Regions from separate parts of the Mus musculus genome. Here region 1 is linked to region 2. A link is a contact called in public Hi-C data. All regions are on one chromosome and are shown on one strand. The core of a region is the stretch at or near the end of the contact, and the rest is flanking DNA. Distances in the headings are between cores, read along the strand shown.

Evidence for each region. Hi-C and Micro-C count contacts between places; a contact is called where the count stands out from the background.
Region 1: a contact with region 2 is called in a Hi-C map of cumulus cells, with 6 times the contacts expected there. The contact joins two enhancer-like sites. A contact is called at or near these places in 1 of 39 promoter capture datasets (hippocampal neurons), 1 of 15 datasets of contacts at CTCF or cohesin (the NIH/3T3 cell line), 47 of 484 Hi-C or Micro-C datasets (the C2C12 cell line, the HL-1 cell line, adipose-derived mesenchymal stem cells and 29 more), 4 of 115 datasets of contacts at active chromatin or transcription factors (astrocytes, embryonic stem cells, fibro-adipogenic progenitors and 1 more) and 1 of 9 other capture datasets (embryonic stem cells).

What each region holds. Positions count from the first base shown.
Region 1 is chr4:106,222,216-106,226,059 of GRCm38.p6, reverse strand. No RefSeq gene overlaps it. Among named protein-coding and RNA genes, the nearest start is that of Gm12724, 13 kb to the left of the region's middle. Within about 2 kb of position 1,394, at least 19 of the 459 cell types and tissues checked have an H3K27ac peak or open chromatin away from gene starts, as enhancers often do.
Region 2 is chr4:105,939,665-105,943,569 of GRCm38.p6, reverse strand. No RefSeq gene overlaps it. Among named protein-coding and RNA genes, the nearest start is that of Gm29922, 96 kb to the right of the region's middle. Within about 2 kb of position 1,554, at least 12 of the 459 cell types and tissues checked have an H3K27ac peak or open chromatin away from gene starts, as enhancers often do.

The DNA.
Region 1 (3,844 bases), core at 145-2,644, 280 kb before region 2:
CCAGAGACTTTTGGTCATCTGTGTTTTACTGATGAGAAACTTGGCACAGAGGGGGCGAGTTATGAGCCTCGCAGCACACAGCTGCTAGTTGGGGCTAGTCTCTTTTCTAGCGTTCATAGCCTAGTCTAGACGCGTTCTGAGTAGAGTTTGTCCTACCTTAGGCATTTTTAAATCCTCAGGACCAAAGGGACTTCTGACGGTGTCTGCTGTGTTGTTGAACTGTTAGGCATAGACTTAATTGGGAAGTTTGAAAATGCCGCTCTTGCCTGGTATCAGCCTCAGCTCTGTCTTCTGGCCTGAGCCTATGCTGTCTCTGTCTCCTGGCCAGCAGGTAAAGACCCTTCATTCTTCCCCCAGCTGCAGCCCTTATGCCTCATTCTGCTATTGGGCACCAGGGGGTGCTGTTGGCTAGACTAAGAAGTAGCGATTCTCCTAGCTTAGGTTTGATGTTTTTGTTTTGTTTTCAAAATTTTCATGTGTGTTTCTTCCTAAGAACTCGGTGGAGGGCTGTGGAGAGGGACAGTGACCTGAGGCTTGAGCTAGACGTCCCTGGATCTTTGCGTGTTAATCAATGCTGTTGAAGCGGGAAGGCCAATCTTTGGAGAGTCTGAACTTCCTCTTCTTTTGGGGTGTGTGTGTGTGTGTGTGTGTGTGTGTGTACGCGCGCGATGTATGTATTTGTGTGTGCAAGTGGCGTGCTTGTACTCACATGTGGAGGCTCTAGGAGGACATTAGATGTCTGACCTTATGTTTTCTCACTGTGTTCAGAGAAGGTTGCTCACAGTACCTGGAGCTAGGCTGTGAGCCATGAACCCCAGAGAGCCTCTGGTCTCCACCCCACATAGTACTTGGGCTCTAGCTACAGTTTTTAAAAAACATGGATGGTGAGGATTTAAACTTGAGCCCTCCTGCTTATGCTCAGCACTTTCTGTCTAATCACCTTTCATCAGCATTTTGTCCTTGTTCTGGAGGGAGGTGTTCAAAAGCAATCATAAAAGGCAAGGTGTGCTAGCTAGAATAACGGGTTCCCAGGAACCCCCTACTTAGTACTTGGGATGTGAGAATATGAGATCTTAAGGATCTGGCCTATCCCAGCAGAGCTATAAGCAACCACAAAGGTCTTTACCAGCTGGATGAGGGAGGGAGGTTAGGTGAAGGGATGGGAGCATGGAGGCAGGAGGGAGGCAGGGGGCAACAGGCAGGGTCCCAGTAGCATGTGAAGATGTTGTACTCCTGGCTGGCAGGATAGAGGCCATGGATGACGGAAAGAAGATCCAGGCTTCAGAAAGAGGGAAACTGATTTCTTCCTAGCATTTTCAGAGACGCTAATGCCTTGAGTCAGCCTAGGAAAGTTAATTTTGGACTTAGGGCCTCTTGAGTAGTGAGATCATACATTCATAATTTTAGATGCTTTACCACTGAATGTACAGTGATTTGTTCTAGCAGCCATGGGCAACTGACACACGAGGAGAATCTGAAACTGCATCTGCCTCTGGTAGCCATCTGGTTTACCTTAGGGCCATCCCCATGAATACCCTCATTGTCAAGTGTGATGTTTGAATATGCTTGGCCTGGGAAGTGGCACTATTAGGTGTGACCTTGTTGGAGTAGGTGTGTCACTGTGGGTATGGGCTTTAAGGCCCTCATTCTAGCTGCCTGGAAGCCAGTCTTCTCCTAGCTGCCTTCAGAACAAGAGGTGGAACTCTCAGCTTCTCCAGCCCCAGGCCTGCCTGGATGCTGCCTTGCTCCCACCTTGATGATAATGGACTGAACCTCTGAACCTGTAAGCCAGCCCTGATTAAATGTTGTCCTTTATAAGAGTTGCCTTGGTCATGGTGTCTGTTCACAGCAGTAAAACCCTAAGACACCATGCTACGTTCGTACACTGGGATGGCCCAAGGAGTTCTAAGGAAAATCAGTGGGAAAAAGATTCTCCCTACCTGGTAAAAAAAGGAAAACACGAAATGGGAGCTTCTCTCTCTACCTTGATTCTCCCCCAAACAGTCCCCTCAAATTTACTCTAGACCTGCTCTTGGAAAACGTGATCTCTAGAGGTGCAGTGGGTCGTGGGACTACAAGTCCAGACATCATACTTTCAACCATCCTTATGACTTGAAAGCACTCATAGGTCAGCCCAATATGGCTCTTAACACTAATGTCTCACTTCACCTTCTAAAACATGTTCCTAGTTACACAGTTTCCTCCACAGAACCACATTAAAACAACAACTATTTACTGAATGCTCCAGGGTCCAGGCTGAGCATGAAGACAGGAATTAAGCAACCCTGCCCTGGAGGCTTCATGCTCTGTGCTAATTGGGTCTTCGTGGGTTGTAAGTGCCAGAAACCCATTTTTTTTTCAGTGATGCTGTAAGAGTTGATACAGGAAACAAATTTAAGGTCCTGAGCATGGTTCTTAGTAAATGCTATTCGGTTGCAATCATCAGGGGACATGCAAATGTAAGGATTTCACATGGTTTTCATCCTCACAAAGAACCTGAAACTAACAAGACCACAATGACTACATTCTGCTTAAACATTAGCAAGAAGAGCCCCAGATTAGGAATTATTCTCTTGGTAGCACCAACAATCCTTGGCAGGGTGGTGACAAGACCTTGGGAAGGTTTCCCATATCTGCTGTGGCCCCGTCTTTACTGGGACACAGATTGTGGGATGACAGAAAGGTAAGATCTCTTGGAGATCCTCTAACTCGGCTTTAGGCTTTGCTTTCTTCACGGTCCTGAGGATATTTGTCTGTGGAGCTGTGTTGTGCCTTTATCCTGAGATGGTGTTCTGACTTGTCCGCCATGTCTGCATAGCTTCCTGATGGTATCTTTTCATCAGCAATATGTGTGGTATGCTCTTGCTATATACTTCATCTTGGCATTCTCTCATGTAGCCAATAAGGAAACTGAATTTCTTTGCATAGAACTAACTGAATGCCACACATTGAACCAGATACATTAAATGGGATAGTGTTTTTTTCTTATTTGCAGACTAGTTCCCAAGTTCAAAGATTGTGCTAGATATTTTAGCCCCAATTTCTTTTAATTTTTTACATTAATTAGTTAATTAGTCTCTCTCTCTCTCTCTCTCTCTCTCTCTCTCTCTCTCTCTCTCTCTCTCTGTGTGTGTGTGTGTGTGTGTGTGTGTGTGTGTGTGTGTATGCACATACTGTGGCACAGAAATAAAGGTCAAAGGACCCCTTATGGGAATTAGTTCTTTCCTTCCACATGTGGGTTTTGGGATGGAACTCAAGGTACAGGCCTGGCAGCAAGTACCCTTACCTACTGGGCCATCGTCTCAGCTTCTCTTTCTTCCCTTGTAGGCTTTTCATTGCTTAAATGGAATTCTAGAAGCAATCTAGAACAATAAAGGCTGTAGTTTCTAGGCTCAGCTAGGTGCTTGTGATTACAGATGAATCCCATCATAGACTGCTTCCCCTAGCTCAACAAAACAGAGCAGGTGAAGCACTGTGAATATCCTTAACTGAAAGTTGTCAAAGGAATGCCAGTCAGCAGTGAAAATGGGGGAAACAGGCTGGCAGAAGATACTCTACGACCCGGGCAGGCTGCTTGTGTTGGTAAATGGGGGTCTCAGTGCATGGTTGTTAGGGAAGAAGATTGGCTGGACTTTGAATTTTTTTTTTAGAAATAAAACAAAGGAAGGAGACATTTTAGCAGGCAGGCTGCAGAGCCAAGGCTCTTCTGTGTGTGTGATCTGGCATTAGGAAGAGTTCCATTTCTTACAAGCATTTGGCCCTTTGTGAATGTGGCATTGGGTGCTTTGGATTTGTTGGGAACACAGTGACTCGGGCTGACACAAGGACATACGCGTGCTTTGTA
Region 2 (3,905 bases), core at 305-2,804:
CAGGATATACATTACCATTCCAAAATATAGGATTGACAGGATTCTTCAGCAGGTATCCCTTGGCTCTGGCATCTCTAGCACCTTGGGATCTCCAAGGCCATCCTGGCTTCACACTCACTGTTTCACACCCAGGCTTCTCTGGGCCTCCATGCAGGGACACACCTGACCTGTGCCTGGCCACAGCGACTTTCCTTAGCCATGGAGGGAGATTCCATACCCCCTTTCTTTCTCGGCTTCCATTTATAAAAGAAGACAATGATGATTACCTTGTGGGGGAGATGCAAAGACTCAAAGAAATGGTAGGAAAGATTTAGCTTTGAGAAAGCTCTAGTTCCCCCCCTCCTTTTCTGTGAGCTAACATTTGGGAAAGCCAGATGGACCCATTTATGTTGGTGAGAGTGCCCGTGCTGGAGTTACACTGTGTCCCAACTATTCATTCCTACTCCAGTCCGACCCTAAGACTTGTGCAAGGCACCCTTTCTTCACAGATTTTAGAGTAGTGAGTTACAATCCTAGTCCTTTCTAGTTCCGGCCACCCCTGCTCTCTCCTTTGGGGCTCCCCACCAGTGTGTACCTGATGTGTTTGCTTCTCTGACCTGCCGTCATTAGCTTCACCTCTGATGCCATTCACCCAGGGTCTGCTCTGCAGCTCCTAGGCTCTGTGCTGTCCATGCGCACAAATGGCAGAGGTACCATCTCAGAGACTGGGTCTTGCCCTTCTGAAGTTACTGCTTTATCTGCCTGGTGCAATGAAGCTCTCTGAGTTCATGAACTTCAATTCTCTTCTTAGGTCTCCAGCTCCTGACAGACGTCTTAGTTGTGTGAATCTGGGCACGATACTTAAGCTCAGGTAACCCCAGTTTCCTCACCTGTACTACAGGATAATTAAACTCACCCACGGCCCCCAGTGCAGAGGACTCATTGGCTAAAGGCCATGTAAGCTCTGCCTGATAAATAAGAAGTGTCTGATGTCTATTAGCTATTAGGAATATTATTTCAAGTGAACAAATGAGTGAGTACAGGCATCAATAAAAGATATTCTCCTGCTATTGAGGGGTTGACTCTGACAGGAAATGTCCTGGTATAATGTAGCCAATCCATTCCTTACAATGTATAATAATAAGGAAGGAAATATTCATTTAAAATCAATCAGACTATTAAAATAAGAAAATTTCAAGAAGTTTGAAATTGATTTCTGCCTGTCTCTCTGTCTCTCTGTCTATCTCTCTCTCTCTCTCTCTCTGTCTTTGTGTGTGTGTGTAAAACAAAGAGAAAAAGAGATAGAAAATATCCATACTACTTAAGCCAGAAGGATCCATGGATACAAAACCTGTCCTAACCTGTCAGTTTCCTAGTTACCAAATCATGAAGTTAGGCCAGTTTACATGATGGACGCTTGATCCCAGCAGTAAGATGCTCTCTGTGGTGTTTTCCCCACTCTGCTAGTGCTCTTAGGCTGGCCTTTCCTTTGTGAGGGGAAAGAATCTCTACACAGGACATGAACAAGTCTTTGCTAGCCAAATGCCAGATAGATCCTTTGTCTCTACTAAAAAACGTCTCTGTAATTCTACAAGCCTCCTGTAGGGGGCGGTGCTGCCTCCAGTTGTGAAGCTCGCAACCTCCTGTAGTTTCAACAGAAAAGGACTCAAAATGCCAAAAACAGCCCCCAAACCAGATTTCTTCACTGGTGATTTTCGTTAATGTTTTATCTTCCAATGTTTTCCCCCCCGCCTTGTATTTTAGCGTACTCTCAATTTGATTGCATCAACCCTTTGCTAAAAGAAACCCATGCTTTGCACCTGAAGGTTACATGTGAATTTTGGAACCTGTAAGCCATTATCTTGTTTGAGACCCACAGGGAAAAGTTTTCCCAATTATCTCATGGGCAGAAACCCAGGCGCTTCAGTGCTGTTGAAATCCAGAATTCGGAGTGAGAAGTCAACACAGCCCGTTTCCTCCACCTGGGTTGGTTTCCTGAGAGTCTTTAGTCCAGACAGGCCAACTCAGTAATTTTCAGAACTTAGAAACAAACGTCTGTGCCCCCCTTTCCTCAGCTGCATTTATCTGGGATTTTCATGGAAATGAAAGGTGTGATGCGTGACCCCATCTCGGCAACCGGGTTCAGCGATGAAAAACTTCTCGCAGATTCTCTTAGGGTAGAGCGCAGAAGGAGCTGGGTGGCATTTGGTTCTCCTCTGCCGGTGGAAAGAGCACGCAAGACCTTGCAGGAGAGGGCTCTGTATCAAGAGATAGAAGCTTTCTGCCTTCACGGCTTTGGTTAGTGTGTTTTCTTTGAGGGCTTTCCCTGTCTTGGGGGAGAAGCTCACTCCCAGAGGGCGCATCTCATCCAGCCATTGAGGACGAATCTCCAGACACTACTGAGGGAGTTCCTGCTCTTTTCTTCTTAATAAATTACTTACTTTGGAGTAAGGGTCTCACGGTGCAGCCCAGACTGGCCATGAAGTTGTGATCTTCCTGCCTCAGGAGGCAGTTGTCGTCATGACCAACTTAACCCTTTGCCTTTTTATAACAGCATACTAAAAATACGGTTTCCTTAACCTCATTCTGGGACCCCTTGTGCCCAGTGAGCCATGGTGGAGGAGTGGAAGTTTTGTGTTTGTTCTCTGTTGTGCAATACCTCGTCCTTCCTTTCTTCTTCACATCTGGCCTTGAATCGCCTCCGGAAAGGCTTCCTTCCGATTGACCGTTTGTTCGTACTATGGAGTGACCAAGAAGTAACTCTCTAATCTCAATGGTTTAGCAACAAGGCTGTTCTGCTACAGGCGCAATTATTAGCCTAACACAACTGTGAGCAAAGCAAATGCTTGAGCTCACCTCTCCTCCAGCCTCCTGTTCCTACCCACCTGCTTCTGAAAGAACCCTCAAGTATGCAGGCTTTTTGAGCTTCTTTCTCAAATGTAGTTTGAGTCTGGAGTCTACATCTTCTGCTAGCACCACTATTAAGAGGCAAGCTACCCAGGGATTATGTTTTTTTTTTTTTTCTGGAACTTACCCCATGGTCATCTTGAATATGAAGAAGGTGAGGCTGAGTGAAGGAAAGTGGGACTGATGGGACCTGTGTTTGGGGCTGTTGTTGTGATCAAATGAGATCATTGACACAAAGCAGTCAGCACATAGAAAGTGCTCAATTAACATCAGTCTCAGCATTCTTTTTCCCAGAAATATTATATTATATTATACAAATTACAGAATATATTATATATTATATGTATTATTATATATTCTATTTGTATAATATGATATATGAGATGATATGTCTGACATCTGATTATATGACATATATGACATGTGTGATGTTTGATATAATATTTATATTTTATATAACACATTATAATTTATATGATGTAACATATCACAAAGTGTGAAGGATGGTGACTCGGACTGGAGAAAGGCATTTAGGCACTTACTGGTCTCTGCAGGTTGGATTGCAGCTAAGATGAAATGTCACCTTTCTGAGCTTCCCAGAGTGCAGGAAGGGAGCCTTGTTTTCCAGTCTTGGTTTCTTTGACTAAGCCCTGCTCTTCTTCCCTGAGTTTCTCCTTAGAGTGGCAGAGCAGGCCTGCGTGACCCCCAGCAGCCCCGCAGCTCTGCCAGGATGGAATCCAAGTTAACACGAGAAGAGGGAAGTGTGTGGAGAGAAAGACTGCAAGGCTGGGGAGGAGCAGCCTGGAATGGAGGCTCAGCTGTATCATGTAACCTGTCCCAAAGGATGGAAGCCACACGTCAAGGTCATATGGAAAAGATTTACAGTCCCAAGTCCATAAATAATGCCTGGATGGTGGAGGCCTTCAGACACCGATGACATTGTACTTTACATTGCACTCCACGTCAGGAGAGAAGACGCGCTCTTCTTAGAAGCACTATTACTGTTGTGACGCATGCTG